Linked DNA regions of Mus musculus: region 1 is linked to region 2. A link is a contact called in public HiChIP or PLAC-seq data. All regions are on one chromosome and are shown on one strand. The core of a region is the stretch at or near the end of the contact, and the rest is flanking DNA. Distances in the headings are between cores, read along the strand shown.

The links. HiChIP or PLAC-seq counts read pairs in DNA pulled down with a chosen protein or histone mark.
Region 1: an HNF4G HiChIP or PLAC-seq map of pancreatic cancer cells shows a contact between it and region 2. The contact joins two enhancer-like sites. A contact is called at or near these places in 2 of 39 promoter capture datasets (liver and pre-B cells) and 1 of 115 datasets of contacts at active chromatin or transcription factors (pancreatic cancer cells).

The regions. Positions count from the first base shown.
Region 1 is chr4:135,404,794-135,407,687 of GRCm38.p6, forward strand. No RefSeq gene overlaps it. Among named protein-coding and RNA genes, the nearest start is that of Ncmap, 8.0 kb to the left of the region's middle. Within about 2 kb of position 1,523, at least 46 of the 459 cell types and tissues checked have an H3K27ac peak or open chromatin away from gene starts, as enhancers often do. A contact at or near this core is called in pancreatic cancer cells, where this site is marked.
Region 2 is chr4:134,733,336-134,736,325 of GRCm38.p6, forward strand. No RefSeq gene overlaps it. Among named protein-coding and RNA genes, the nearest start is that of Man1c1, 31 kb to the left of the region's middle. Within about 2 kb of position 1,431, at least 248 of the 459 cell types and tissues checked have an H3K27ac peak or open chromatin away from gene starts, as enhancers often do. A contact at or near this core is called in pancreatic cancer cells, where this site is marked.

The DNA.
Region 1 (2,894 bases), core at 273-2,772, 670 kb after region 2:
AGAGTGACTTCTAGAACAGCCAGGACTATTACACAGAGAAACCTCTATATTGAAAAATTCAAATAAATAAATGTTCGGCAGGGAAGGTACTATTAGTGCAATTTATACCTGAAAAAACCCAGGGCTTTGGACTTGGCCAAAAAATCAAAAATCAGAACCGCCCCCAACAACCCCTAACTGCTTAGCATTGTGGGAGCCCTGGGGAAGGAGATTGAGATCTGGCAGGTCTGAGGGTCACAGTCCTGAGCAGAGATGTCACTGGTGCTATGGCCCCACCTTTTGCTCTCTGCTAGCTGGGTGGAGTCACCCCAGATATCACTCTCAGGGAGCCTCCCTTCCCAGCTTCCCCTGCGCTCCACCCTTCTCACACAAATGCTCTGGAGTCACTGTTTCTTAAACACTAGCACCTGGGCCAGCCTGTGACCTGTCACCTGTCTGTGACCTGTCACCTGGTTATCTGTCTGTGTCAAAGCCTATGACCAGAGCACAGAGGTCCTATCCTAACCAGACACATCAAAAGGAGTCTGCAGAATGACTGGCTATTATGGGACAGCTGCAAGGGCAGGTGGCAGGTCCCTGCATAAGACTGGCAGTCAAAGGAAAACGTGTTAAAAGATTTTTGTTAAGATTTATTTTATGGCTGGGCGGTGGTGGCGCACGCCTTTAATCCCAGCATTTGGGAGGCAGGGACAGGCGGATTTCTGAGTTCGAGGCCAGCCTGGTCTACAAAGTGAGTTCCAGGACAGCCAAGACTATACAGAGAAACCCTGTCTCGAAAAACCAAAAAAAAAAAAAAAAAAAAAAGATTTATTTTATGTGTATGTGTGTTTTTCCTGCATGCGTGTCTGTGCACCACATGTGTGCCCCTGTCCGTGGAGGTCAGAAGAGAGTACTGTATTCCCTGGATCCAGTGGTTGTGAACTACCTTGTGGGTGCTGAGAACCAAATCCTTTGCAAGGGCAGCAAGCGTCCCTAACCACTAGGCAATTCCACCAGCCCCACTTTATCTTTAGGCTTTCCTCTCTGCCTCCCCAACCTGTTGTCACAGTCCTCCCTTGAGCCTGGCTTCTGGTTTTTTTCTTCTCCATTTTCCTTAGTACAGTGTGGTGGTCTTTAGAGTTATCCCTTCTGTGGTCACTGCTCACTGGCAGAAATAAAAAGTCTAGAAACACCAGTTCCCGCCCCATTAACTACGAGATGATGATGGTGATGTGTTTGTGTGTACATGCATGCACATGTGTGAGTATGTGTGTATGTGTGCGTGTGGCCTTTCACAGGGGAAACTGCTAGTGAGCCTAGGATCACTTCACACTCAAAGGCAGCTTCTCAGGTGCAGAGGGACCCCTCCCCTCTCTGCTCTAGCTTTACCAGCGGTTACTAGGAATTTCTAATGGGCTAGGAATCACCTCAGAAATGACTACAGTAGCCCAGGAAATCAGCTAGACAGTATTAGAAACCTCAGCTCGTGAGAGACTGAGAAAACACCAGCTTGCTCACTTCATTTCCTCTTCTGGGGGGGGGGGGGCAGGCTTGACAGAATCCCTTAGCCAGGAAGAGCAGAGAACTCGCCAATCAAGATCTCAGTTACTCAAAAGATGCTGAAGGTGCATGGCACTGGGCCAAGACCAGAGTCACCTGATTACTTCTCTGAATTGTAGGGAAATTGTGACTCACGTCTACCACCCACAGAGAGCACTGAGTGATACTGCGTTTTCCCATTCATTTGGAGTAAATTATTTAACAACGAATCCAAAAAAACAAACAAAAAAACCCCAATCCCCCCATATATATACATACATACATACACACACACACACACACAAACGCCCATCTATAAACCCACCTATATACCCATCTCATATTTCTGTATTAGTTAGGGTTTTACTGCTGTGAACAGATGCTATGACCAAGGCAAGTCTTATAAAAAACAACATTTAGTTGGGGCTGGTTTACAGGTCCAGAGGTTCAGTCCATTATCATCAAGGTGGGAGCATGGCAGTGTCCAGGCAGGCATGGTGCAGGCAGAGCTGAGAGGTTACATCTTCATCCAAAGGCTGCTAGTGGAAGACTGACTTCCAGGCGACTAGGGTGAGGATCTTAAGCCCACACCCACAGTGGCACACCTACTCCAACCAGGTCCCACCTATTTCAACAAGGCCACACCTCCAAATGGTGCCACTCCCTGGCCCAAGAATATACAAACCATCACAATACCCATCTATATACCCATCTATATACCGATCTATATGCCCATCTATATACCGATCTATATTCCCATCTATATACCGATCTATATGCCCATCTATATACCGATCTATATGCCCATCTATATACCGATCTATATGCCCATCTATATACCGATCTATATGCCCATCTATATACCGATCTATATGCCCATCTATATACCGATCTATATGCCCATCTATATACCGATCTATATGCCCATCTATATACCGATCTATATGCCCATCTATATACCATCTATATACCGATCTATATACCCATCTATATACCATCTATATACCGATCTATATGCCCATCTATATACCATCTATATACCGATCTATATGCCCATCTATATACCATCTATATACCGATCTATATACCCATCTATATACCCATCTAGCCACAGACTGAGCACCACTGGGCACTCTTCTGAAATATTTATCCTCAAATAAAAGGCACAAGAATCACCCAAAAAACACCTTGTATTTCATTTAAAGATATCACAGCAAAATATTTTCTTACAGCAGAAGAAAATATCATGCAATCATTAACTCGCCTTAGCTCAGTGGCAAGGCAGGAAGAAGGCAGATGTATTAACAGTTTTGAAAAGGAATTATGTTGTTCTGGGGCAGTGAGATGGCTCAGTGGGAAAGCCTGCTGACCTGGGT
Region 2 (2,990 bases), core at 181-2,680:
TGTTGGGTTGCTGGATAGTCTGATGAAGAAGACTCGATTTGCCCCAAAGAATTCGATATCCCTAGTCATCAGGAAGTAATCTAAAAAGACCTGTGTCCCTTTCCCCTGTCACCCTCTTTCTCTCCTACCGAGTGTTGGGGGTTCGAAGGGATTTGGGTGCAGAGGAGTGGTAGACAATGGAACCCAATAACTTAATCCAAAAAAGTGCAGCTGCAGCTTAAAGACCAGCAGAGCGGGCGGAAACGTCAGTGAGCGTGAAACTGAAGCTCATTTTCCTAGCCAGGCTTGTGAGCTCAGCCTCTGAAGAGACTGGCATGGAGCTGCAGAGCAGTGGCTCCCTGGCTAAGTGTTTGCTTCTCTTCCAGAGGACCCTGGTTCAGTTCCCAGCATCCATGTCACGGGATTCAAGGAACTCCCACCCCAGCGGATCTGATGCCCTCTTCCAGACTTTGCAGGTACCCACACTCGCATGGCATGCACATGCATGCGCACACACAAATACGTACACACAAATGAAAATAAAACAATTGGTTTTTTAATGTAAATTAGAGAGGAGAAGTATACAAAATCAAACCATGCACCCCAAATAATAAGGCCAGAAGACCAAGGAAACCCCAGTTAGTGTCTGAGGGAAGAATGAAGGCACCCTCCCTCTGGACAGATAGGGAAACTAAGACCCATGGAGGTTGATGGTGCTGGGACTAGCACCCAGAGCCCAGCTCTATGGCTCAGGCCTGTGGTGAGGCATCTGGATTTTGCTGAGCGCCCCCATCCAGCTGTGCACATCTGTCAGCCTCTGTAGGATGAGACAATAACCAGGAGCAGGGGCCAAGTACTCAAAACCTCCAAGTAGAACAACGCTGGAGCCTCCAAGGGGCGGGGCTGGAGCCTCCAAGGGGCGGGGCTGGAGCCTCCAAGGGGCGGGGCTGGAGCCTCCAAGGGGCGGGCCTGGCAACCGTTTCCTGGGGCTGAGCCTGGGCCAGCAGGGCTACCCCTAGGCACTACATTCCTTTGGTCACACCTCATCCTCCGGTGGAGGGGATGGCCCCCCTGGAGGATTACCTCAGCAAGTCCTAACTCCTCGCTCAACCTCCTTCAGGATAAACCGGTTCCTCCCAGTTCTGCCGGCCCCACCCTTCATGTCTGAACCTAGTGTGCGCCCCATGGCTTCCCTACCCTCTAACCGGGAGGAAGGAGTGCTCAGAATCCTCAGTAGCCAGTGGGAGACCTTTGTACACAGAAGCTCTGGCTATGTAAGAGGAAGCTTCCCTTAACCCTTAGGAGCCTCTAGTGAGAGGGGAGATGGCCTCAGGTTCAGGGACTGACAGTCTGATGGAGGAGACCTTTGCCACCATCAGGAGGCTCTGTGAGCATGCCCAGATGTGGGTTGAGTGCGCACAGCGGCCCCAAGTTTACCGCAGTGGGCTCCAGTACCTCAATTGTGGGCGGTAGCCAGCATCCTCACACTACCACCACACCCTGAGGCAACAGGAAACACATATTCCTGCCACACCCGTGCTTCTAGTGAGAAACTGGCCTGCTGTGGCTTCCACTGTCTCCATAGGGGTCCCCTCTTGCGCTGAAACCCATGCCAAGCAGGCCCACAGTGCTTGATACCGGGCAGGCTCAGCCTGCCTCTGCCGGGCCCTGAAGTTGGTAAGGCTCCAGAAGCCTGGCTTGCAAGGACTCACGGTTACAACATTGTCCTGTTGTCACCATGCCCACCAAGCCTGGAGATAATAACAGACAAAAACACAGAGCCCTTCTCTGATCTACCACAGTGGGGAAGCCAGTAACAGCTCTTGGAATTTTGTTTTGTTTTGTATTTTCGAGACAGGGTTTCTCTGTGTAGCCCTGGCTCTCCTGGGACTCCCTCTGTAGACCAGGCTGGCCTTGAACTCAGAAATCTGCCTGCCTCTGCCTCCCAAGTGCTGGGATTAAAGGTGTGTGCCACCACTGCCAGGCTCAGCTCTTGGAATTTAAGCAGAGACCACCTCTGTGGAAATGATAACACCCGGTTTGCTGGGTTTCTAACTCTTACTATTCAGTCCCCTTTCTTAGCTGGTGAGCAGGAAGGCAGGTCTGTCTTAAGTGGGAACCTGACATTGGTCCCAGCTGGCCAGCTGTGGAAGCACACCTGTCCCTACCTCAGTTTCTCAGGCACCTCCTTCATGTCAGGGACACACAAGTGTCACACAGGGCACAGCTGAAACGACTTGTTGGTGAGCAGTAGCAGTGCCGGGCTGCCCAGCGAGCACCCCTATCCCTTACGGCCACGGTTTCCCATAAGGCACATTGTCCACGCCAGGAGCCACAACCTGTCCTCAACTCCACCTTCCCCTGAGCCAGCTTTTCCCGTAGATCCCATGAGCAACTTGGTGTCTCTTCAGTAATTTCCTTTTGTTTTCCACTAAAAAAGTTGACTTTGGAAGTTGAGGAGATGGAAGAATCAAAGATCTGTCTGGTCTAGTCAGGTCAGAGGGCGGAGAAAGCCCCACAGCACATCCAAGGGAATGTGGATCTAATGGCCCGAAGTGTGGAGTGAGTGTTGAAACAGCTAATTAAATTACATTTACTCCATTAATTAAATGGTGGCCTGTGGCCATCTGGAAGGGAAAAACCACCATCAAGGTCAGAGGCCTGAGGGCAGGGCCCAGTCCATACAGCCCATGGGGACAGGAGGTGTTTGAAGGCAGATTCTGCTTCTGTGACAAAGGGGGAGGGGGGGTGCTGCAGGAGTAGAGGGTGGAGAACAGAGAAGGGAGAGAAGAGAGTGAGAGAGGAGACAGTGAGAGAGAAGAGAGAGAGAGAAGAGAGAAGAGAGAGAGAGAAGAGAGAGAGAGAGTGAGTTAGTTCAAATCCTCAAATCCTAGCTCCAGTCTGTGCCTGGGGCCAAGAAACACTTTATATAACCAGGCTAAAAATTCTCTTGCCTTTTTCTGCCACTGGAGCGGTTTGTGGAAAGCCCAATGTAGAGTTAGATCCCTCTC